Regions from separate parts of the Mus musculus genome. Here regions 2 and 3 are each linked to region 1. Evidence: chromatin contacts called from public Hi-C and HiChIP or PLAC-seq data. All regions are on one chromosome and are shown on one strand. The core of a region is the stretch at or near the end of the contact, and the rest is flanking DNA. Distances in the headings are between cores, read along the strand shown.

Evidence for each region. A called contact is a pair of places that touch in the nucleus more often than the background predicts. HiChIP or PLAC-seq counts read pairs in DNA pulled down with a chosen protein or histone mark.
Region 2: a contact with region 1 is called in an H3K4me3 HiChIP or PLAC-seq map of bone marrow-derived macrophages, with 5 times the contacts expected there. The contact joins the promoter of Tpr here to the enhancer-like site in region 1. A contact is called at or near these places in 19 of 39 promoter capture datasets (the 3T3-L1 cell line, 3T3-L1-derived adipocytes, the C10 cell line and 12 more), 4 of 484 Hi-C or Micro-C datasets (the C10 cell line, Sertoli cells, gonadal supporting cells and 1 more), 13 of 115 datasets of contacts at active chromatin or transcription factors (DN3 thymocytes, the NIH/3T3 cell line, acute myeloid leukemia and 9 more) and 1 of 9 other capture datasets (liver).
Region 3: a Hi-C map of bone marrow-derived macrophages shows a contact between it and region 1, with 14 read pairs. The contact joins two enhancer-like sites. A contact is called at or near these places in 16 of 39 promoter capture datasets (the 3T3-L1 cell line, 3T3-L1-derived adipocytes, the C10 cell line and 11 more), 2 of 15 datasets of contacts at CTCF or cohesin (large pre-B cells and pro-B cells), 79 of 484 Hi-C or Micro-C datasets (the AML12 cell line, B cells, the C10 cell line and 45 more) and 6 of 115 datasets of contacts at active chromatin or transcription factors (PVALB interneurons, bone marrow-derived dendritic cells, bone marrow-derived macrophages and 3 more).

Annotation. Positions count from the first base shown.
Region 1 is chr1:149,838,682-149,843,396 of GRCm38.p6, forward strand. It overlaps Pla2g4a (phospholipase A2, group IVA (cytosolic, calcium-dependent)), which reads right to left. Exons shown (of 18, transcript NM_008869.4): 16 at 3,483-3,678; 17 at 1,937-2,094. Among named protein-coding and RNA genes, the nearest start is that of Pla2g4a, 120 kb to the right of the region's middle. Within about 2 kb of position 2,375, at least 34 of the 459 cell types and tissues checked have an H3K27ac peak or open chromatin away from gene starts, as enhancers often do. A contact at or near this core is called in bone marrow-derived macrophages, where this site is marked.
Region 2 is chr1:150,390,989-150,395,703 of GRCm38.p6, forward strand. Tpr (translocated promoter region, nuclear basket protein) reads left to right here and starts at 1,850. Exons shown (of 52, transcript NM_133780.3): 1 at 1,850-2,025; 2 at 2,368-2,670; 3 at 4,211-4,315. The coding sequence starts at 1,956. It overlaps Odr4 (odr4 GPCR localization factor homolog), which reads right to left and starts at 2,067. Exons shown (of 14, transcript NM_145511.2): 1 at 1,702-2,067.
Region 3 is chr1:150,369,357-150,374,071 of GRCm38.p6, forward strand. Odr4 (odr4 GPCR localization factor homolog) reads right to left here. Exons shown (of 14, transcript NM_145511.2): 12 at 2,673-2,843. Among named protein-coding and RNA genes, the nearest start is that of Tpr, 21 kb to the right of the region's middle. Within about 2 kb of position 2,750, at least 3 of the 459 cell types and tissues checked have an H3K27ac peak or open chromatin away from gene starts, as enhancers often do. A contact at or near this core is called in bone marrow-derived macrophages, where this site is marked.

The DNA of each region.
Region 1 (4,715 bases), core at 1,125-3,624:
TAGTTTGTGAGTATATAGCGTTTATTGATTTATAGTCAGGATGATTGTTTTGAAAATCAGTCTATTTTTGTTCAGGCTTTAAGGTTTTTATGTCTGCATCAAATAAACTACCTTGAGGAATGTTTGTAAGTATGTAAGTAGATACTACACAATAGCTTACAGCAAATGCTTTATCAGGTTTAATATAAATGGAACCTGAAAATAGCAAGAGAAACATAGTTGTTTAAAATACATATGTGAATTTGTATTCAAATATCTTTATTTCTAAGGGGATATTTATAGTTCTTACAATTCTATTTCTTTTCATTAAAGGATAATTTATCAAATTTAATATATTTTATCCCAAAGGTTATATGAGTCTATTCTTTTCAAAACAGAATATTAGGATCTCTTTAGCTCTCTTTTCTTTTAGTATTATTGAACTTTATAAAATACAGCCCTCCTTGTGGACTGGAGAGATGGCTCTTTAATTAAGAACACATACTGATTTCATAAATGCCTGAGATCCATTCGTATCACCCATGTAAGGTACTTTGTAATTGCCTGTGGCTCCCACTCCATGGATATCTGACACCTCTGGCTTCAGGGGCCGCCTATATTCACATGCCCCCTCCTACACACTTACATGAAATGAAATCTAAATAACATAAAACACAACATTATTTTCAAACTTTCTCTGTGTTTCTCATGTCACAAAATTCATGTCTCTATTTTCTATAAATTATAAGCATCACTACAGAAATAAGGTAGAATGAGGTTTTTAAATATTTACTCCCATGTAAGCTTTACTAAGCATCCCATGTAAGAGTTATTAAGCATCTGTTAAGCAAATAATGTGTTACAACTTTTGGTAAGTACATTGCATATTAGTCATTGCCTACTAGAAAATATGGGCAAAAAAGGAGGAATTTTAGAATTTATAGGAACTGGAGTTTATTAGAAATATTCTTGTATGATGACTAAATTGTATTGAATTTTGAAGTATTATGGCCACTGTGTCATGATTGCATTTGACCTGTCTTTAACTGTCTCAAGGAAAATGATCTAAAAAGCATGAACACTGATGGATGTCAGTTTTCCTTTAGCACAAATCTAGTTAGGTTCCACAGAAACAACACAGCCATGTGTTCCTTCAAAGTCTTCATAATTGACCTCCATAATTCATAATCCACAATCATTCATAATTTCCAAATAGATCACCAAATCATACATAATACACAACTCTAATTATCTTTCCTTTCTTGTTTTCTTTCCTAATCCAATGAGCTCAGCTTTTACAGGTGATAATAACTCGTTAGATGCTTTGATTGTGGCCCACAAGTTGATGATCTCAATCACACAACAGCACTATAAAAGGGTGCATTTAACACTAAGCAATCTCACAGACAAAGACTTTCAGGAGCAGATATGCTAGTGATAAGAATGTTTGATACTGCAGGGAAAGCCTTGCTTCAGAAGTCGATTTCACAAAGCACACAGGCTATCTCAAAGGCTGAAATGCAGGGGACTGGAGTATTTGGTGATACTGTCAAGATCTACAAGAACCAAACATTTGAAAACATTATGCCATTGCTGAGATGTCTGCAATAATGACATTCATGGTTACACTCTCTCCTGCCCATATACTGCTCTTCCTCTACTTCCCTCCTTTTATAAATTGTTTTTACCATTAAATGGATACAATACATATATATCAGGGAAGCTGAGAAGGAACACTTCCTTCACCAAACAATGCATAAAGTGTGGTTCTGATTAGCCACAGACAGTGATGTCCTTATTCATGACTTTTTAGTGTCTACTAGATGTTAGTGACATCATTCAGGAAAATAAGGCACCATGTTTTGCATATGGTCACCTCAGAGCCATATCTGTCTTCTTAATGAATTCATGTGTAGGCTAAGGAGTTTCCATGTTATCTGCTGTGGTAGATACTCACATCAATGTTGTTCAGTGTGTTGAAGTACATCAAATCGTGAAGCCTTTTGAATGCTTGATTGGGATACTGAAAGTTGAAGGTTGAAAATGGCGATTCGGGGTCATCAAAAATGTCAAAGTCAGCAATTTCTTTCTCTTCTTTGGTTTCCCTTAGAACACCTATATGCCAAAAAGAATATGCATCTTGCTTTTGAAAACTTAAAAAAAAATTCTCCAAAACATACAAAACAAGCATAAGGACAGCACAGAGAATCACCAGAAAGCCTGTGATTCTAAAAAATTACTCCATTCCCTAGTCAGCCACACTCAAGTTGGGAAGATACCCAGCTTCCGTGCCTGCTAGCGTGGGTGGGAAGGATGACCCCATATCCTGGGTTCCTGCCTTATAGCCTTCCCCAGATGGGTCACGTTCCTCTCTGAGTAGCTGGCATACAAACATGTGCTATGTTGTCTGTCTCCCTGCCCAGTATCACTTCCTCACTCCCTTACAAATAAACCCTCTGCACTTGAAGCTTGTCCTGAGAATCTTCCTCCGGGGAAATCCAAACCAAAACATTGAACCCTACTCAACCATCAGAAGTCCCTATACTTACCAACCTCTTGGTTTCTCCCCAAGAACTACCAGTAATAGAATATTATCTAGGTTGCTTTCAGTTTAAAATCAGGGTTTCAATTTGAAACTACGGTTTCAGTTTGAAAACGAAAGATGCTAGCCAGCCTTCTTTCTCCAGGATGAGACTTGCCTCACAACTCCACTCTCACTTCTTCTTTATCCTTCTGAGAAATCTAGGGAAAAACTTCCCTATATCCCATTACCACCCAGAGTTTGTGTGTGGTGGGTGGGTGGTAATTTCTAATCACAAAATGGAAAACTGCATCTTCTGGTTTGAGAAATATTTAGCAATTAAAGCCTTAAGAACGCCATACCACCCTGAATGCACCGGATCTCATCTGATTTCAGAAGCTAAGCCAGGTTAGGCCTGGTTAGTACTTGGATGGGAGAATGCTTTTTTTTTTTTAATGAGAATCTTTTAGGATGCATTAGAGTCTACCTACTCCTTCAGATATGAGAAAACAGAGTAACCATTTCTTGAATTAGATCTCCTTTGCTGTAAAATATAATGTGACATCCCAAAATGATCAGTTATGCTGTGGGTTTTGTTTTTGTTTGTTTGGTTTTTTTTTTTAGAGAGTTTTGTGATCAATTAATACTCCCAAAGAATTTTCCATGATTTTGATTTTCATGATTTCACAAAGTTGAAAGTCAAACTATTTAAAACATCCTTTATGAATTGGACACCTACCAAACCCAAGATGCTGGTTCAATGCCCTAATCATCTTTAGCTAAGATTGTCATTCTTCTTTCAGTTTCTCTATTATAAGGAACATGAATCTTGGGGTAAAAAAAGAAGGAAGGGCTTTGGGCTCCCAAGTCACTGCTGTTTGTCATGGTAAGAGGCGCATTCCCCACAGTCACAGTTCATGTGACAATCTCAGTGTAATAGCAAACATCCTACCAGCCAGACTTCAATTTTACAGAAACATACCTGGGGCCTTGTACTTTCTGAAGTTGATGTTGGCCAGAACAAAGTGGATAATGGTTGGGCAATCCTTCTCCACATCAGGATTCTTAGGTTTAAAAACATAGCATTCCTTTAATCCTTCCCGATCAAACACATAAGGATCGATCTTTGGAAAGGGAAGCTTGTTCATTTTCGCCCACTTCTCTGCAAGCAGAAGTTCCTGCAGGGAAGAGAAAGATGCGTTGAGAAATGTCCAGTCTTCATTCATTCATCTGGTCTGTCCATTATTCTACATCCATTTTCTGCCAGCAGTTGCTAAGATAAAAAAGAAAAAAAAATCACTGTGTTCAAGGACTGTGCAAATTGCCAATATCTGTAAAAATGACTCTTTAAACAACCTCAGTACCATTACATCAGTTCTCAATATGGACTGGCTAAACAGCAGACATCTGACAAATGCATTAATGAACTGATTTGAATAAGAACTATTAAAAAGAATGAATTTATGAAATTCCTAGCCAAATGGATGGACCTGGAGGGCATCATCCTGAGTGAGGTAACACATTCACAAAGAAACTCACACAATATGTATTCACTGATAAGTGGATATTAGCCCCAAACCTAGGATACCCAAGATATAAGATATAATTTGCTAAACACATGAAACTCAAGGAGAATGAAGACTGAAGTGTGGACACTATGCCCCTCCTTAGATTTGGGAACAAAACACCCATGGAAGGAGTTACAGAGACGGAGTTTGGAGCTGAGATGAAAGGATGGACCATGTAGAGACTGCCATAGCCAGGGATCCACCCCATAATCAGCATCCAAACGCTGACACCATTGCATACACTAGCAAGATTTTATTGAAAGGACGCAGATGTAGCTGTCTCTTGTGAGACTATGCCGGGGCCCAGCAAACACAGAAGTGGATGCTCACAGTCAGCTAATGGATGGATCATAGGGCTCCCAATGGAGGAGCTAGAGAAAGTAGCCAAGGAGCTAAAGGGATCTGCAACCCTATAGGTGGAACAACATTATGAGCTAACCAGTACCCCGGAGCTCTTGACTCTAACTGCATATATATCAAAAGATGGCCTAGTCGGCCATCACTGGAAAGAGAGGCCCATTGGACTTGCAAACTTTATATGCCCCAGTACAGGGGAATTCCAGGGCCAAAAAGGGGGAGTGGGTGGGCAGGGGAGTGGGGGTGGGTGGATATGGGGGACTTTTGGTATAGCATTGGAAATGTAAATG
Region 2 (4,715 bases), core at 600-3,099, 550 kb after region 1:
TCCACAGAGCTTGGGTTCGGTTTCCAGCATCCAAGTCCAGAGGTGCACAAATGCCTTTAGCTGCAACTCCAGGAAATCTGACTCCCACTTCTCAAGTCTGCACACATGTAGCTTGTTCACACAAATATACACACCAAACGATAATAAATCCAAAAATCTTTTGAGAAAAGAAAAGAAGGAACAAGAGTCCCAGCCAGATATGGTGGTGCAAGCCTGGAATTGCTGTACCCTTGAGGATGAAACAGACTTGGCGCTTTGAGCTGGAGGCCAGCCAAAGCTATATAGTGAGTTCTGGGACAATCTGATCTAAAGAGTGAAACCCTGCCTGGAAAGACACAGGAAGAAAACAAAACAACAATAACAAATATAATTACCAATTGCCATGAGAAAGCAAAGTTACTTCTCACTCTTGGGATAAGGAAATAAGGATACCATTCAACACATCTAATTTCTTATTTTAGATCTACTCCTTAGCTGCATTCTCTATGACAATTTATTGGTGAACTTCGATATTCTTGTTTCTAAAATATGGAAGCTGAATTTCTGATTAGTTCATTAAGAGGAGAGAGACTCAAATTTGTTTACCCAATAGTGACTGTAAAACGACTGTTTTCTACAAATTGTGCAAGGTGGGAAGGCACAAATGTGTGATTGCTGCTATGAGACAACTCCTAATAACAGCCACTTAGGTAACCAGTCTGCAATGACAATTATCTATATTGCTTCAATTCTACACGGGACATTTTTCTAAGGACTTCACATGTATTGATATTTAATACAAATTCCTGCACGGTAAGTACTATTATTGTCGTCTCCGTTTTATACATAAAGAAATCAAAAAGAAATGTTAAATAACTCCTCCAAATGACTAAAGTAGTGAGTGTGAAAGGTGGGATTTAAGTTCTCTCAATCTGTTTTGCTTGCGGTGGCAATGATACTCAGCCCTTCAATTGAATCATTGCAGGAACATCTCCTGTTCTCATCTCCTGTCCTCTTCTTCAGCTTGTGAATTCAGTTATGAATCTCCTACTAATTTAATCCCTCCCATCCCCTTCATTAAGACAGAGCCTGACTCCTAACACAGGCTGTCCTGGAATGATAACCCCCCCACCTCTTAATCCCTGTAGCTGACACCACAGGCATGTGCTCTCCTTATTTTCAATCAAAAGGCAACAAATTCTTCCAGAAAAGTACCCAGCCATGAAACGAAGTACACGCTGATATTGCTGAGTCGTGTTCGGGAAACAGACATAGTTCTGTTACTGTGGCAAAATGACAAGTGTCTCAATAAAACTGTCCTAAAAATGTTAAAATTAAAAACGTCAACATCAGACATTTGCCTGCAATGTCATCTTACTACATAAACAACAAAATTTGATTTTTTTTCTGTTTAAAATATTAACCAGACTACTTTAATTTCGCACTAAGTCATTCGGTACCTCACACCCACAAAAGCATGTAGGTACCAGGTTTGACACTAAGCTAATCTCCTCCGAACAGGGCTTGAGTGTGCACCAGTGACTGACTGTTCCATATGGTCCCTAAATCCTTTCTTTTCTCCCCGAAAAGGAAGCTGGTGGTGCCCGGGTGCACACATATTCCTTGGCCGACTAACTTGATCTCAGAATGTGCACATGTGGCAAATAAATCCCTGGAGCTTTCTGTCAGCGAGAGAACTCGAGTTAGGGTACAAGTAGCTACCTTCAAAGGCCAGGTGCCACTCAGGTCCCCACGTCCACAGCCAATGATCTCATCAGAAAGCGACAGCAGAGACACTTCCTACTCCAAACGCGGGTCGCGGCCCCAACGGGTGCAGACTGATGACGCAAGCCGTCCCGCACCCATCTCCGCAGCTCTTCTACCCAAGCGAGGGAGGCCTGCACCCCGCCCCTCTCGGGGCACCGTTAAGATCGTGGCGGTAGCCCAGAGCCTGTCGAGACACCCTGCCGTGACCCATGACCTCTGGTGGCTCGGCTTCTAGAAGTGGCCACAGAGGAGTACCCATGACATCCCGGGGTTTTGACGGTAAGGTCGTCTTGCTCCTCCGGGATAAGGACGAGGGTGGCTGCGTACTTATGTAGCGCCCCCGCGCGGGCACTCGTCACAGCCATAGGAGGCGAGCCGGGGGCGGGGAGAAAGAAGGAAGTGGGGCGAGAGGTGCGGCCTGAGCGCGCGTAAGCGGGTGAGAAATACACTACATTTCCCAAGAGTCTCTGGGGCTGGAAACCGGTGAAATCCCCAAAAAACTGGGGCCGAGGCTGCTGTGAACTCGCTTTCCCAGCGTGCCTAGCTCCCGGTGGCTGCGTGCGCAGAGAGGGCGCGGCGGCGCGGCTCTGGCTGCACCTAACGCGGGACTCTCTTTCCCAGGGTCCCGCCGCGGGAGTCTCAGGCGGGCAGGCGCGCGAGAGACCGCGAGCGAGGCGGCGGACGGGGCGGCTCCGGCGGCTGGGCTCCGCGCTTCTCCTTGCTCCTTGGCTTCTCCTTCAGCCGCTGCGGCTGTTGCCGCGATCCCGGCCGACATGGCGGCGGTGTTGCAGCAAGTGCTGGAGCGCCCGGAACTGAACAAACTGCCGAAGTCGACGCAGAACAAACTTGAGAAGTTCCTGGCCGAGCAGCAGTCCGAGATCGACTGCCTGAAGGGGCGGCACGAGAAATTTAAGGTGGAGAGTGGTAAGTGTGGAGACGCTCTTCGCGCTCCGGTCTGGAGCTGGGGCCCGACCTCCTTTGCACGCCTGCCCTCTTCTCCCTGGTGAGGTGTTCAGGTAGCAGCTTCTCAGGCTCCATGTGCAGCGGAGGCCTTCTCTCTTCTCCCCGCTGTGTGGTTTAGATCGGGGGGCGGGGGGATCCTCCCCGATCTAAATCCACCTTCGTTTACCTCGGTTTCCTTTTACTAAGCGTAGTCTTCTGTGGAAACTCCTCAATGGGCCCACCGACAGAAACTGGAGAATTTGGCCCAGTTTGCACCAGATTTTTAGGACTATGCAATCCTAATCTAATGTTGTTTTGCTGTACTTTAAATGACAGTTAAGCGCCCCCCCCCCAGTTTGTTTGTTTTTAAACTGGATTTATAAGCCTTTACCCATTTCCCCCCTTTAGTGCCTTGTTTTAGTGTGTATAGCACCCTGTGATCTAATAATGCAGTAGATGGTCGCGATGAGGAATTTGTATACAAAAGGACGGTACTAGAAAGAGCAATGAAATGCGATAAATGAATATATGGTGGTTCTCCCAGAGCGTTGAGACTTGATAGGAAATATATAATAAAAATATCTGCTTGTACGTTCTTGTCGTTGCTTTTGTATAAGGAAATTAGAGACATAGCTTAAATATTCTTGGGAGAAAGAAAACAGTTATTTAAAAAACAGAGCCGGGCGGTGGTGGCGGCGCACGCCTTTAATCCTAGCACTTGGGAGGCAGAGGCAGTCGTATTTCTGAGTTCAAGGCCAGCCTGGTCTACAGAGTGAGTTCCAGGACAGCCAGGGCTACACAGAGAAACCCTGTCTCGAAAAAAAAAAGAAAGAAAAAACAGAATTTTTTGTCACATGTTTTGGTTTATCATTAATTGAGGGAATGGGGTCTATAGTATGGTAGATTGATTAGAAATTTCCACCTAATTTAATTTTTTTCTTCAATAAAGTGTAGTTATCAAGCAACGTTGATAAGTAAAAATATCCAGTTATTTTGTGACTCTTAAGAAGTTTGTATAATATACTGTATTCTGTTAATTAATTTACACACAGTCAATACTGAGTAATTTATATGTCCCAATAATGGGATGAAGTAGACAAATGCAGTCCCTTTTTGTGGGAAGTCTGCATGTTTATTTTTACAGAAATTTAGGCATCATTTAAATTATTTTTACATTAACCCCTTTAAAACAATGCACTTTTTAATTAAGTATTTTTATTTATTAGGTAACTTATATTTAAATGTTTAATAATCTCCTGAGATCTGGAGAAAATACAACCTTGCCTGCCTAGATGAAATTAATTTATGAACCCTCTTTTAGTCAATGTTGTCTTTATATGCCAGTTAAGAATAACAGGAAAGTCCTTTTCAGTTTTTAATCTGTTTATTAAGATTAAAATTTCCAATAGTGTATCTTAAGTTTTGCAGTCAGTATTAGAAGAAATAAACAGTGGTATTAATACTGCTTTCAAGGGCACGTGTGCATGATGTTATTCATAGTGTGTGGACTTGTCTTTTGTAGAACAACAATACTTTGAGATAGAGAAGAGGCTCTCACAGAGTCAGGAGAGGCTTGTCACTGAAACCCGGGAGTGTCAGAACTTGAGGCTGGAGCTTGAGAAGCTAAGTAAGTATTTGATTATATCTTTATAACTGTTCTTGGATGCCCAGCTACACCTTTGAAAATCACACTTGCAGGGAGCTGCCCCTCCTGGAAACAGACTTTCCAGGTAGCAAAGCCCTAAGCAGGGATACAAACAAGGTAAGAATCACCTAGCTCTCCTGCCTTCAGGCCTAGAGGCAGACTGATCACACTATGGACTCCAAAATTGTGTTGTTTACTGGAAAAACCTGTTTTTAGTTCTAGTGTGGCTCAGCCATGGCACGCACTTTTAATGTGGGAAACTTTCTGCATGAGTATTGTAAACAGGCAGAGCAAGCAACCAGCTGACAGGAAGTAAATTATAAGTAAAGTAGGATTATTAAGAAAAAAAAGAAACAGCCAGGCAGTAGTGGCACACGCCTTT
Region 3 (4,715 bases), core at 1,500-3,999, 530 kb after region 1:
TCTGTTGAGGGACATCTGGGTTCTTTCCAGCTTCTCGCTATTATAAATAGTGCTGCTATGAACATAGTGGAACATGTGTCCTTCTTACCGGTTGGGACATCTTCTGGGTATATGCCCAGGAGAGGTATTGCTGGATCTACCGGTAGCACTATGTCCAGTTTTCTGAGGAGCCGCCAGACTGATTTCCAGAGTGGTTGTACAAGCTCTACAACTTTTTTTAAATCTTACTGTTTAACAGTAAGTCCTGAGCTGATGACAGCTCAGTTGCATTTGCATAAAATGAATGAGGCTCTTAGTTCATCTCCACAAAGTATGTCATGATCCATCAGTGTCAGTCGCATACATCTCATGTTTGCCTGTCTCTTTATCACACCAAGATTCTAATCATGTTTTATGACTGACCTATAATTAGTGTGCATTAAGTACAGTTTCCTTATGATGTTAACACAATGAAACTGATTGAAACATTTCACTGTTAAAAGTACATGAATGTAGAATTAACTTGGTGAATTATTTTAAGAATGGCAAATCAGAGTATACTTGAGAAAGTAGTTTTTCTTTTATTTCTTTAAATCACTAACCCATTAAAAGATACATTTCCTAGCAAATACACAAATATCTTCAAGAGGCTTGTAGGCCTTCTGAAGCCAGTTCAGACCCTAACAGTTTTGGTATCACAGATAAGGAATTTCTGAGCTAGAGAAAGGATCCAAGGAGCTGAAGGGGTTTGCAGCCCCATAGGAGGAACAACAATATGAACCAGCCAGTACCCCCAGAGCTCCCAGGGACTGAACCACCAACCAAAGAGTACACAAGGGGGGACCCATGGCTCTAGCTGCATATGTAGCAGAGGATGGCCTTGTGGGACATCAATGAGAGGAGAGGCCCTTGGCCTTGTGAAGACTCGATGCCCCAGTGTAGGGGAATGCCAAGAAAAGGAAGTGGGAGTGAGTGAGTTAGTGAGCAGGGGGAGAAGGGGTGGATAGAGGGGTTTTCAGAGGGGAAATGAGGAAAGGGGATAAAATTTGAAATGTAAATAAAGAAAATGTCTAATAAAAATGAAAAAAAAAGAAAGGAAAAAAAGAGCAGAAAGAACATAAAGTTTAAAAAAGAAGAGAAGAGAAGAGAAGAGAAGAGAAGAGAAGAGAAGAGAAGAGAAGAGAAGAGAAGAGAAGAGAAATTCCCAAGCCAAAGGCAGGCAAATGGAGGGAAGGAAAAAAAAAAACTGTTATTTGGAAACTTTAACAAAGAGAATAAAAGTACTAAAAAAAAGTTAAAAAAAAAAAAACAAAACAAAGAGAATAGAGTCTGTGGGACTATTTGGTTCTAAAATATTTAGAACAGGTAGCCTCAACTTTAAAGCATAAATGCAGTCAGGAAGCAGTGCAAGCATTTTATTGGTCCATACTCTTGAATGAGTATACGTTACAGGAAGGCTGTTACTCAGAATAAGGAAGAATACTGTATACTCATTGTGGGATACAGATTTTTATACTAAAAGAGAAAAAGATGCATTACAGGAACTCTAAGGATCACACCAACATTTCTAGAGCCATTTAGTACCCAGTGGTTCTCAACCTGTGGGCCATGAACCTTTTGGGGGGAATGTACATATGAAATCCTGCATATTACATATTTACCTACGACTAACAGTAATAACAATGAACACTGTATTATTCCCTGATGGGAATTGGGAATTAAACAGAAATGAGTAAGAAATCAGAAAAGGACCTTTTAAAATTGCTACATTCAAATTTAATAAACATTCATATTCAAAAGTAATCCAGGCTGGAGAGATGGCTCAGTGGTTAAGAGCACTGTCTGCTCTTCCGAAGGTCCTGAGTTCGAATCCCAGCAACTACATGGTGGCTCACAACCATCCATAACGAGATCTGGCGCCCTCTTCTGGAGTGTCTGAGGACAGCGACAGTATACTTACATATAATAAATAAATAAATTAAAAAAAAAAGTAATCCAAAAATTTTCTACCAAACCACAAATTTCTAAAATAAGCTGTTTTTACTCAGCACCTATTAATATTTGCAAATAATTAATCTTATAACACTAAGAAATATGTTTGCACATTCCTCTATATATGCATTTTTATATCTTGTACTTACTACAAATAAAAAAGCCAATCAAGTTAAACCCTCCGAAGGTTAAGGTCAGACGTGCAAACAAAGCTTGCAGCACCCATGCGCTACACATCCAAAGGTCAGTGCTCTCTCCAAACCACCTTCATCTGACTTCTGGAGCTGCCCACCTGACTTTCCCGTCCTCCTTATACAACGAGGACATAAATGAAATGACAAACTACACAGAGAGAATTTTATAAAACAATTTGAGAAAAACTTTTCTCCCATTGAAATAAATATTTGGAAGCTACATATTTCCACACATTTAAGGCTGAATTTGTCTCACGAAGATTCACTTGCTGGACTAAAAAAACATTTGATGTGTTTAAAGTTTGGGTAAAGTTTCCAAAGAAAACAATCACAGTTTTGTTTTTTGTGTTTGTTTGTTTATGTGTAGAGATCTGTCGTGTGTGTGTGTGTGTGTGTGTGTGTGTTTACACATACCTCAGTTAATATTTCAAAGTATTAAACAGAATTAGCTTTAAAAAACAGGAAGGCATGGTTAGTTTAGGTGTGGTTTAAGCAAATTTTAATTACCTGTGTTTACTTCCTCTGCAATTTCCAAGTCTTCTATTTGAATCTCATGATCTAACATCTCTGAAAAATGGTCTCTGATTTCTTCAGCTGATTCATCACCAAACTTATAGTCACATAACATTACAGTAGATCCAGGAAGGGGAACAAAAACTCTCTGAGGAAGTTCATAATCTGAAAAGAAATACCATAATATTCATTTCAAAAATATAAAAATGTTGAAAAGAAGTTTGAAATGACAATTATGTCTTACTAGAAAGTAAGACATTGATAAATTGCTTTTATTGAGTTCTTTCTTTTGTCATTTCCCCTGGCTTCTTCAAAGGGCTCTAAGCAATATGCCTATGAAATATACACCCTTCCTTGCCTTTAATGAGGAGATATTGTTAATCACACGTTCTTATAGGACCCACTATGTCCTGTGATGGAATGCTCAGTCAATTTTATAACTCCCCAATGAATAGCCACCTTTTTGTTTGTTTTAATTTTGTATTGTGGATTTTATTGCCAACTTTTCCTTCATTTATGCATGCTCCAAGTCCAAACGAGGGGCTTCCCTGTCTCTGCCTCCCTTACAGTAAGAAGAGAAATCTATGCCACCACATCTGGCTTTATACTGGGTATTTGTGCTTGGGTGCAAGCACTTTTATCCAGTGAGCCATCTCCCCAGCCACCATGTTTCACCTTTCTTTGGATACTTGCAAATTAGACTATATGTTTCCAAATTCCTAAGATACTTACTAACTAGATAAATATAACTGCTATTAATCTCAAGATGAAGCTCTGACAAACTAACACAAAAGTAGACTTCATTGTAAAAAATAACCATTTTGTCTGCATCAAATATGATTAAAAAGCTATCAATATAAATAAAGATCAAGAAGAAAATTGGAGTTATTCTGTTAGCAATCTACACTTCCTCCTCAAGAAACTCGGGCTCCTTGAAACAGTTACAAAGAGAAGATGCTGGCGCATTCCTTAAGTTCACGGGGAACACAGTGACATAAACTAGATGATTTTTCCACTTTCAGTGTATGATCTCATTTGTGTAGAACCCAAGAATAATTTTACTCTTTGACCAGACTGCCTCCTAGTGTTAGGATTATATAACTGCAATTTGTAGCACAGCATGCAAAACCAGGATGGTATTATTTTGAACCAAACATACTAATTAAATCTTAAATTAAACCAAACATACTAATTAAATCTTAAATTAAAATTTCAAAAATGGTTTTAATATACATGGATAACTGATGTACAAAATTGTAAGTGCACTTCAAATTTGGATTCTAGATTTTCCTGAAGAAAAAAACGTTATAAAACTGAATGCCAAAGAATTGGTTACAATACATTTAATGACTCATTAAATTAGAAAGGGGAAACTACTTAAAATCAGAAATTCACTCACTAGCATAATAGTAGGAAAGGAGACACAGGGTGTAGTTTCAAAACGCAATCTTAATATTACTTTTGAGTATAAAATTATGTTAATTTGATAGCCAGGAATAGAAGGTGCCACTAGATGGAAGAAAAGGCATCAGTCTCCCACTGCGGCGAACCCTGCTAGCCACAGTGACAACTGGCCTGCAAGTCATGTCTACTAGTAAACTAGGCACTAATGTCATGAGAGTAACCAATCAGTTTCTCACTGGACTAAGAGCTGGCTCCACAATTTGAAAGCCATATCTAGTATCATGTTAGGGCAAGAACATGTGGCTGGTAGGCCATAGGCCCTAACTCAGACACTATTATGCTGGTAAATGGGCATCACATTTAACTGACTGCTATACTCTTAGATTAGTGACTCTCTCAACCAAGGAAGTCTCTTTTACAGTAAGTAACAACTAATGCAGAGATCCACAACTGGTCATGGTGCAGAGAATGAGAGACTACAGAATGCTCAGCACTAAATGGGGCATCTACACCACAGCCCATCTTCTCAAGGTTCTGGGATTATTGCAAAAAAGGAGCAGAAAGACTATAGAGCCATAGGTGATGGATAACTATTACAAACAGTGTTTTCCAGACACAGCAGAGCAGTTTCAC